Regions from separate parts of the Zea mays genome. Here region 1 is linked to region 2. Evidence: chromatin contacts called from public Hi-C data. All regions are on one chromosome and are shown on one strand. Each heading gives the region's core, a stretch centred on a gene start, on an enhancer-like site or on the middle of the called end of the contact. The rest is flanking DNA. Distances are from core to core; before and after follow the strand shown.

Region 1 (5,558 bases), core at 672-3,171, 160 kb before region 2:
GCCGATTAGGGAATGGCGATAACCAGAACTCGAAGAGCTTGGATTCAAAGTTCAGAAGATCTACATCCATTGTTATACTGGTATGAACAAGTAAACAGTTGATTCAAAGTTTTCAAAAGAAGCAAAGCTTACAGTTATGTTCTGTGGGTATCTTCCAGTTAGCTCTCTGAAACGGCACACACTAAATAGGAGGTTTTCAAAACTATCTCGTGCATGCTCCTCGGTGAGTGCTCGGCTTCTTACACCCTCATCATTTCCTGTGCATGTCCACACAATCGGTTAGAAGACTGTCAAGGACAAGTGGACAACTGGGAAATCATTCAGTGTTATAGAAAATGAAAGAACATCAAGATGTAGCTGCAAGCATGAATAAGGTTTAACTACCACACTGATGAGTGATGACAGTGAGAAAGCTAAAAAATATTAACCATCAGGAACATTAACTTGTTTGAGCATGCAGAGATGGAAATGTGCATTGAAGTATATATTTTGACATAACCAGAAACCAGCATTTTAGGGCTTGCCTATCGGTAGTGCCTTACAGAAACATAATATGATTTTTGAATTGAGAATAAATGAAGAACCACAAGTGACTATTTGAAATTTTGAATCACCCACTCTCAATTCTAAATCACTATCCTATGAATACATAGCCCCAAAGACAAGCTTGTTTGTTTTGCATTTTACTAGAGCAGCTGATGGGTAGCATTTAGCAGTCATAAGTAACTGCACGACCTATCCTAACTTCGACTAGAGCAACAGAGACTCACGATGACACAAATCTTACTAAAGTACATCAACCAAGAAATAATGAAGTTGCCGAAAACTCACCGAACCATCCTTTCGACTCGGCAATAGCCCAGTAGCTCTGTGCCTCACTCCTCGGGCCAGCATCTCTCCTCGTCTCCCCGCCGCTGAACAACAGGAGTGCCCCCTCATCCCTCGCCGCGATCCCCACCCCCTCCTTGATGTGAGCCAGGAAGGTGGCCGCCTGTCCAGCGTGCTTCTGGTACGGCTCCAAGAACCAGGAATTCTCACTCTCGGTCTCCCCGCATCTTGAGCTCGTATAGATCGAATGCCCAGCCACCATGACAAGGTTCCGGAGCATTGGCAATGGATAATCCCCACCGTCACTGGACCACGCACTGACGCTCCTCATCGTCCTGAACCGGGTCTCGTACACGGAGAGGAGGATGAGCACGCTGAGCCCGAAGGAGAGGAGGATGAGGGCGACGGCCACGGGGTGCGCCTCGTAGAAGTAGCGGATCCTCATGACGATCGAGGTCTCGAGGTGAGGGTTCTTGGGCTTGCGGCCCTTGCGTGGGGACCCGGACTCGAGATCGAAGTCGCCGCCTCTGGGGTAGCGGAAGGACTTGGGGCTCCCCGCACCGAATCCCTGGCTGCTCATCGCGCTCTCAAGAAGTTAGCCTCTCACACTACATCACTTGGGGCACCAAATCAAGGCTGTTCTTCGCGGCTCGCTGAACTGAGACGAAGGCCAGATCCAAAGCCTGGGGGGTCGAGAAGATGCAGATGCTGTTTAGAACCAAGTCAGAACCCCCGAGTATCGTGCGAACTGCGAGCCACGCGAGTAATCGATCCCCCCAAGGAGACAGCCTGCGGAGATGAGAAATCGGCGCCAAGCAGCACGATTACGGATTAAAACCGAGAGAGTGCTCCAGTGATCTCGGAACTAGAGACCCCACCTTTCTGATGAGCCGCCGGGAACAAATCGGCGAGGAGCCGCGCGCCGTGTCGGGTCTGCAGAGGCGAATGGTAATTGGCGGCGAGTCGGCGACGCGGCCCGGCAGGATGGGCGATGAGGGCGTGGCCGGGCTGCGCTACTGGGGGAGGGCGACGTTGCTCCGTGCTCGGTCGTGTCCTGGCTGTGCGCCTGCGCGCGCACCGGTCGGGACTCGGGGTCGACGCGACTGGCGACCGGGAGGGGAGACGCTGCTTCACCTTCCTTCGCCAACTCACCATTCATAACCGACTTCTTTGGTTTATTGCCTCACTTGTCAAGATTTGTCATGAGTAAGGCTAGGTAAAGTTAGATATATGTTTGTTTTAAAATCATAGTTGTGGCAACATTTTTCTCCTACTACGTAGGTTTCATTCGTCAATGACTTTTAAAACTATGATAAACTTCTCTTAGACATGACAAACTGTGGCGTTGAATTTAAGCGCTTAACCTTAATTATCTTAGACAAGTGTGACATAAAAATGTATGGTAATTTAAAGTTAGATATGTGTTTGGTTTAAAATAATAGTTGTGGCAAGATTTTTCTCCTGCTACGTAGGTCTCACTCTCACTCGTCATTAACTTGTAAAAGTATAGCAAAATTCTCTTAGACATGATAAACTGTGGCGCTGGATTTGAGCGTCTAACCTTAATTATCTTAGGCAAGTGTGGCATAAAAATGTATGGTAATTTTTAGCAACTTAGGTATAAAACAAAAGGCCCATGGTCCGATGGACCGTCCTCAGCCCGCCATGTCTCTCAGGGCATGTACAAATAATACAACTTTGCGACGTCTAAGATTATAGGTGGTAACGGGCTCTAAATTTTGTACAGAAAAATTTTAAGTATCAAATCTGATTAGAATCGGGTTCTATTCCTATTTATTTTTGAACTAAAATCTATTAAAGATCCTGACTTATTATGAAAAAAAATATTTGAATCATGATCTATTACCACTCATATCTATCTAAGATACACTATAGTATAATATCTGAGAAGAGTTTCATGTTAAATGCAACACAACTTTTGATATTAAAAATCCTAAACAATATATGATCTATTGTGTACATAAACTTTGTAGATGGCCAACCTTAGCGTCGTGGGTCGTCAGGCACGCACACATGGGGCATGACTGCTTGCACTACTGGAACAACCTGCTTTGCCGAGATTGGAAAACACTTGGCAAACTCTTTGCCGAGTGTGACTCTCGACAAAGAAGTCTCGACGAGCTGTATATTGGCAATGGCTTCTTCGCCGAGTACTTTTTGTCGGGAGAGTGCCACCAGGTACTCGGCAAAGAAAAGTCGCCATCACGACGCTAAGTGACGGTGACGAAGCCTTTGTCGAGTGTTCTCCTTGATACTCGACAAAGGCTCCCTCTTTGTCGAGTGCCTGCTGGTCTAGTACTCGGCAAAAAAGGCCCCGTGGGCTCCTTTGCCAATCTCTTTGTCGAGTGCTTCAAGAGGCACTCGGCAAAGACTCCCAGCGCTCGACAAAAGGAGCACCAGTGGGCCCCTTTGACAGGCCATTTGTCGAGTGCTCTAGAAGGCACTCGACAAAGAAGCTTTATCGGTTCTCAGGTGTGCCTTCTTTGCCGAGTGCTATGGTCACGACACTCGGCAAAGAGCCTTTTGCCGAGTGTAACACTCGACAAAGTGACCAAAACCCCTTTTTATTTGTTTTTACTATTCCATCTAAACAAACAAAACATATATCACATAATCATCACATATACATCACAGAGCTCACAAAATCATCACATACATCAAACACGCGACATAGCTCACAAATATCACATGTTTCTTCACAAAGACCACAAAGTCACAAGCATCACAAAATAGTTCACAACACTAACAAGTAATCACATAAATGAGTCCACAAACATCCAATATATGCCATAAATATGTCTCACAACTAAGTTTAGAAGAACATCAGCGAGGTGGGCAGCTGGATTGGTTCGACGATGGGCTGGACAATCCATGAGGGTTGTTTGATGTCGCAGATTGTCCCTACATAGAGAAGAGATTACATTTGTGAGATCAGATGAATATATATCATGCAGGACTAAAATTTTGATACTCACAGGAGTATGAAACTGAGCAAGGTCAGCTGGAGGGAATAATAGAGGTGGTGGAGCAAAACCCTGTGCGACGCCAAGGCTCTGCATGTACTGGAACATCTTCGCCATCCTCTACTGATCCACCAAGCGAGCCGCACGCTCCGCCCTCATACTCACCTCCATCTCCATTTGTTCCCTCCTCTCTTCTAGCTAGGCCTGTAATTTTTTACCCTAATGTTATAATAATGCAAAGAGAAGGTATATAACTCAATGAATGACGAGTTACAGAAGCACTAACCTGGAGTTCCTGGATACGATGCTGTGAATTGTCCTGCCGAGATCGTATGGCTGGGCTCGCGCTCGTGCTCCTTGCTCGCACCTGAGATAGGGTGGGGTGGAGGACAAGTCGATTGCCTCGTCGACAATCCAGTACTGCACATGCATCTTGCCTCCTCTGACCCTCATGAGAACATCTCCGTCGATGTCCTCGGTCCTCGGATCGTAATTTGGCATGAACTTGTTGTACTATGGCAGTGTACTCACTGAGGCGGTTGTAGACGGTGGGGTTACTATACGCCTCGGGCCCGTCCTCCGAGTTGTAGGTGATGTCGGACGTCGCCTTACCCTTATGGGCCATATCATACGCCGAGAAGATGGAGCAAGGCTGGCCACCATGTGACGCCGACTGCGAGAAAACCAACGAGATGGTTAGAAATCATGCCTAATCGAAAGTTAGACTAATTTAAAGAGAGTGCGTACCCATGCTTATGTGTATTTGCCGAGGCTGCGACTGCCTTGGTAGTGGGAGGGACCTTGTATCATCAAACATTGTTCCTAGCTAGCGTTGTGCGCCTCCTCCCACTCAGACGAGCACCACCTTTGCACCATCTGCTCCCAACAATAAGGATGTGTGGCGCACCAATAAGGAACCATCTACAAAAAATCAAGTACACGACATATCAGAAGATAAAATTAACCGTATTTAATATCAATATTTGTTGGCGTTTCGGACCCGCGAGGACCGTTAACCGACTAGTAAATTTGTTGCTGCGTGTCCCTGCCAGATGGGTTGATGCAAGATGGAACACAAGAGGGAAATGAGGCTTATGTTATCTTGCACCGGGGTGCTCGTAGTAGGGGTTACAAGCGTCGTGAGGGAGCGAGGGCGAGAGCGAGAGAGAGAGAGAGTCTCTGCGTGCTGCCTGTCTCGTCTGCCCCGTCTGTCCTCGACGTCCAACGTTGTCAGTGTTGCAACGTCTGTCAACGACGTGCCTTAGGAAGGCCCTGGACATCCCCTTTTATAGATACAAGGAGATGCCCAGCTGTACAAGGGGGTGTAGCTATGTGCTATCGTGGCTGGCGGAGAAGCGCCTTGAGCCCTGTACACGAGCTAGCGTGGCCGTCGGAGAAGTGCCTTGAGCCCTGTAGAAGCACCACCACTCGCGCCACTATCGCGCCTCCTCGACTACGGAACCAGTACCGCGACTCGAGGCAACCCTGCGTATGACCCAACAGTGCCAGCCAGGCGCGACGGTCAATGCGGCCAAAAATGGGCCGGCAGTAATGGCGGTGGCAGGCGGGCGGAAGCAGTAGTCGCGTCGTCAGCCAAGCTTACGTCCCATCCAGAGACAACAAGGGAACCCTCTCCCACGGCGTGAAGACGGCGCGCCCGTGTTCCGTTCCTCGAATGGCTCGCGCACGCGCAACGGCTGCCCCGCGAACCACTCGCCCCGTCGCATTAACTCCGCGGCGGGACAG
Region 2 (5,296 bases), core at 826-3,325:
TTTTAAAAATGGTTAGACATTTTAAGAACTTAATGCAGATATATAGGCCTCTAAACCACTATAGATCACGATTCTGAATAAAAAATATTGGCCATTCTGAAGTTGTAGAACAGTTCGCTCAAGAAATGAATAAAATAAGTTTGAGAATGAGAACTAAAGAAAATGAAACAGATATACGGGTATTTACACAACTTTGATGATGCAAAACATGTCAACGTCCGAGTATCTATAAATAAATCAAAAGATTGAATTTTAAATTCTAATAACATAAAATAAACATTTGAGCCTATAGTAAAATATCTTAAAATAAAAATTATCAGACAAAAAACCTGCGTATCACGTTAAGCTCTACAATTTCGATATAACTTTTATATTTATAAGACTTCATATGAAAAAAAATATATTTTCTGGTATAGAAGGAGAGAGACCAATTGATAGGCGGGCTATTATGCTATGTTAGGGCCTCTTCCTTTTAATATCAATCCATATGAATTATGAGGAATTAAGTGAGTTTAAATTCCTAGCAAATCAAAATTCTTTCTAATTTCTTTCTACCATATCTAATTCATATGGAATAGAAATAATCGAAGCCTGAGCAGATTCACCCAAAAAAAACATTTCGAAAACATCACGAGGATATTTGTCCGATTTTAGGGGGTCTTCCAGATTCGACGATTAGTTCACGGCTGAATTGGACTTTACTATAAAAAAGGCAGAGCAAATAACATTATTCTAACACTATACATTTTTTTGTAGTGGATGCGATTGCTACCAACATGCATGATGTGATGCCATAATTGAGGTAGGTAAGGCTATTCCTAATTCATACTATCATACACATTTAAAATACGTCATATAAACATTTTTGAAAAAAGAGTTAAGGGAATAAAGTTGTATATTGAGAAAGATACTATTTGAGCACGAGATCATATACATTAAAATTTTAATCATCCAAGTGACTCACATCTCATACTCTCACATATACTAGCATTTAATATTCTATCTCGGATAAAAAAAGTAATCTATAATACCCCTCCGTTCTTCTTTTAAAGGGCCACCGATGATGGCAAACAGTATGTAAGAAAATGACTAAAGAGCAAAGGGATAAAATTAAGACCATGTTAGGAACATCTAGAGCTAATAAGTACATGCTAAAACTATATGTAGAAGTCTAAATACCCCTAGCTAATATACATTAGCTGACTCAACTCAACTAACAATTTGCTAGACGGTCAATTATTAGCTTTAAAGGTTTTAAACGGGACCTAAATGTAGTCATTATCCATGAGCATCTGACATCTGTGTAAGCAATCCCTCGCCTAAACCAAAAAAGGACCTCTCGTGGTGGATGAGCTGTATATACTATCATCTAATGGATACAAATGTTTCCTAAGCATCCATCCTTTCCTTCCTCTTTGATAGCAAGCGACATGACAAGACAAGACAAGCAGTTTTCTTCCATGCCATTCGTGCCCGATATCCCTTGCCTACCGATCCTTGCTTTTTTGTGGAAAAGAAAAAAATTGGAAAAACAAGTACAGTATATACACAGAGAGAGAATCCGCCAAGTAATCGCCTGCCACGACAGCAGGGTCCTGCCGGGCCGACCGTCAAGCATCCTGCGCGCCAAACCCGGGCGCGAAGATTCCACCATCATCGGCGCGCCACACACACCGCACCACCATCTGCGAAGATTCCATTCCCTTCCGCACGCGAGAAAGGGAAGACGGAAAAAAGAAATCGCGCGCACGGGCGCGGCCCCAGCTGCAGCCGCCCGAGCAGGCCGCCGAACGCACAAGCCCCGGCCCGGCCAGGACGGCGCGCTGACACCGGGACCCGCCCGCCAGGGCCCCGCGGCGCGGAGTCGCCGTCGCCGCAGCTGCCACCCACCTGCGTGCAGTAAACTCGCGTAGGCGAGCGCGTGTGTGCCTGCCTGCGTGCAGTAAACTCGCGTAGGGCCGTAGGCGAGCGCGCGCACACACGCGTACTCCTCCTACACTACCCTCTCCACCACTTCCGCACCATTTCTTTATAAGAAAAAAAAGAAATCGAAAAATATCTCCCCCGTTCGTATCTCTCTCTCCCTTCACCTAAAGCGAGGCGCCGTCGGCTTCTGCTCCTTACCTCGCGCCTTCCTCGCGCGGCGCGCCTCGCCCTCGCCCTCTCCCTCTCCCTCTCTCCTCCCCCACCCTTCCTCTCCCTCCATCTCTCCGCGGCAGTTCGAGCTTGGCGGGGGAACCGTACCCGGCAAGCGCGCGGACGCCCCCCCGGGTGGGGGCGACAGCCAGCGGCGCGATGCCCGCGTGGTGGCCCCGCAGCAAGCTGAGGTCTAGGTCGAAGGCCAAGCCGGGCGCAGGGTCCGTCTCCGCAGCTTCGTCCCCGCGCAAGTCCGCGGACCTCGAGTCGCCCTCCCCGTCCCCGTCGCCGACGCCGACGCCGCGGGACAGGAAGGCGCACAGCCTCGACTTCCCCGGCGCGGCCGCCGCGCGCGGCCGGCCAGCCGGCGCCGCGCCGGGGCATGGGTCGGTAGGGTACAAGCTCCCGACGCCGGTGGAGGCGGTGGAGCCTGTCGGGACTCTGTACGAGGTGGTGCTGGCGGCGGCGGCGGCCGCCGCTGCCGGTGACGGCTGCTCGTCCGCGGAGGAGTCTAGCGTGTGCTCGGCCGCGTCGTTGGACGAGCCGCACTACCAACATGGGTTTAGGTGAGTGACTCGTCGCGGAATGGTTGGTGCCTTAATATGGCCCAATCATCAGTTCCGAATTTGCCGCAGCCTGGTTGTCACTAGAATTTCCCCATTTGGCTGCAATAACTACAATTGAATTGCCTGGTGCTCTGATCAAATTTGGGGGGAGTCGAGTGCCTAGAGATAGGTTGATCTGCAGGTTTGCTTTATTGTCTTCCCCTCAATTTGGTGTGCGACGTATTTAGGGGGTTTGAGTCAAGGGCAGAGTTAGAGTGAACTGTGAGGATTCATCACACCAAATGCACCAGTTGACCTTTTTTTAGGTCGTTCCAGTTCGACAATCCTGGTCATCTCTTCCTCTCCCTCTCCCTCTCGCTTTGGTAAACATAGAATGAGGACTGGAGAGATCAGGGCTTCAGGAGACCAAGGCGTGTGAATTGTTGACAAAAATAATAAAAGTACAATTACAGTAATAACGAGTGAACAGCCATGTCTTCACTGCATCATCTGTTCGAAACCAGAGCTATCAACCTTTGAGTGCAGGTTAACGGTTTTCTTTTGGGTGATTCCCTGTTTATCCTTGCAGGATATAATGCACATGGGTTAGTCTATCTCTTCTTTTGCACTCAGATATATCTGGGGATTTCTCCACTATGCCTGTTTAAATAAGTACATTATTTGGAAGCCTTTTATTGGCATGTTGATATGTTGTCTCATGTTTACTGCTTGCTTTGTAATTTCTAGGCCCATGGATCCGGCTGCTTTTGCGAGGGAAAGAAATATGCCTTCTGATTCAGATAGGATCTTAAATGAAGACAAGTGTTTCATGTCTTGTAGTATGCCACGGGAGCATCAGAAGTTCTTTGATGTTCCTGCGGCTAGTGTTAGAGAACTTCATTTGCAAAGTGATGCACCTTCAACGAGTGAAGCCAATTGTTCACGTGGAAGAATGATATCTGGAGATCTTTTTGCTCCAAGAACAAGGAGTCTCTCTCCTATCCCAAAAGGCCATGCATTCGCTGTGAGCAATGGAAATTCTAGAGAATTTGGTTTCAGCCCGAGGTCACCAGTAAGAAAGATGGATGGTTTGAGGAGCCCACCACATCCCTTGCCTCTTCCTCCAGCTTCTGGTGCATGCTCGCCTCTTCATCCAGCTTCTGGTGCATGCTCGCCTCTTCATCCAGCTTCTGGTGCTTGCTCACCTCTTCTTCCAACCCACAGTTTTTGCTCGCCTCTTCCTTCGTCTCCCAGTTCCTGCCCACCTCTTCCTGCATCTCCCACTAACTGCTCACAGTCCCAGTCACAATGGAAGAAAGGGAAATTGCTAGGGAGTGGTACATTTGGTCAGGTTTACCTTGGATTTAACAGGTATCACATTTTGCCCCCCTCCCCCTTTACATTACAGAAACTTTGCGACATCTAGTGGAAGTTGATGCATTAGAATTGCACCTCATGCTACAGTTATACAATAGAGATATGGCAGTGCAAATAAACTGACATATTCAATTGCATTACAAGATATCCTTACTTCGTGATTGTTCAACAATGCAGTGAAAATGGGCAGTTTTGTGCGATTAAGGAGGTTCAAGTTATTATGGATGATCCACATTCGAAGGAACGACTCAAACAATTAAACCAGGTACTTGCTGGTGTTGTCTTACTTAGTTGGCTTGGTTTGCCATCTCATGAATGTTAAGTATTTTTTGTCTCTTGTTTCATTGACTGATCCACATGATTAATTTTGGCATTGGCAGGAAATAGATATGCTTAGACAACTCTCCCACCCAAACATAGTGCAGTACCATGGAAGTGAGCTGGCAAGTTCTATGTCATAAACCATTTCAGTTACCTCTGCAGCAATTTAGTTTCAATACTTGTTTTCCCTATCGTGTTTTTTATTCCATACATGTATTGTCTGATGTGATATGGTTTCTTTTGTGAGCTAGTGGTAAGTTGTTATCAATTTAGTGAGATTGCATAGGTAACTTATATAGTGTACTTGATTGGCTATTCTAGGAAAAGGGGTTGGAGCATTCATGCACAAAAAAAGATTACTCAGTTACAAGGGCTTCATCACTTTTTGAACTTAACATGTCAAAGAAAGATCTGGCATTGTATAGATATATGATGGCAACAAATTCTGAGCTCCAATGCATGTGACTGTATATAGTGACCTAAAGAATATGGAATCCATTCAGTGGTTTGGGAAGTATTAGGTATTAGGAGTTGCAGAAATTAGCAAAATTTCTACTGTTTATGTGAGCCATTACAGTATCACACTTTTTGTGCATACATACATGGATGGTTTTGGTAGCGATAGATGGCAGGGGGTAGTATGCACTAAGTATCGTTCGATTGTTTTCTTTTGCTGTTGTTTTGACTTATTTGCATTTCCTTCTATATTCTATTATTTGTCCACCTCAGGGGTTTATTTTGTGGTTCTAGTATCATAGTAATCAATGCTCATCAGCTTTTATTGGTGTTGCATTACAACATACTTGGTCATGCTTACACTTTCTAATCGTACATGTTTCTGTACGCAGAGTGATGAATCACTTTCCATTTGTCTTGAGTATGTTTCGGGGGGTTCAATCCACAAATTATTAAGAGAA

The links. A called contact is a pair of places that touch in the nucleus more often than the background predicts.
Region 1: a contact with region 2 is called in a Hi-C map of leaf mesophyll, with 3 times the contacts expected there. The contact joins the promoter of LOC100384408 here to the promoter of LOC100191147 in region 2. A contact is called at or near these places in 5 of 25 Hi-C or Micro-C datasets (bundle sheath, leaf, leaf mesophyll and 1 more).

The regions. Positions count from the first base shown.
Region 1 is chr10:120,610,949-120,616,506 of Zm-B73-REFERENCE-NAM-5.0, reverse strand. It overlaps LOC100384408 (OSJNBa0006B20.20-like protein), which reads right to left and starts at 1,921. Exons shown (of 3, transcript NM_001176950.1): 1 at 832-1,921; 2 at 133-257. The coding sequence starts at 1,408. It also overlaps the pseudogene LOC109942904.
Region 2 is chr10:120,451,840-120,457,135 of Zm-B73-REFERENCE-NAM-5.0, reverse strand. It overlaps LOC100191147 (Putative MAPKKK family protein kinase), which reads left to right and starts at 2,075. Exons shown (of 11, transcript NM_001358426.1): 1 at 2,075-2,702; 2 at 3,429-4,052; 3 at 4,236-4,323; 4 at 4,439-4,501; 5 at 5,228-5,296. The coding sequence starts at 2,296.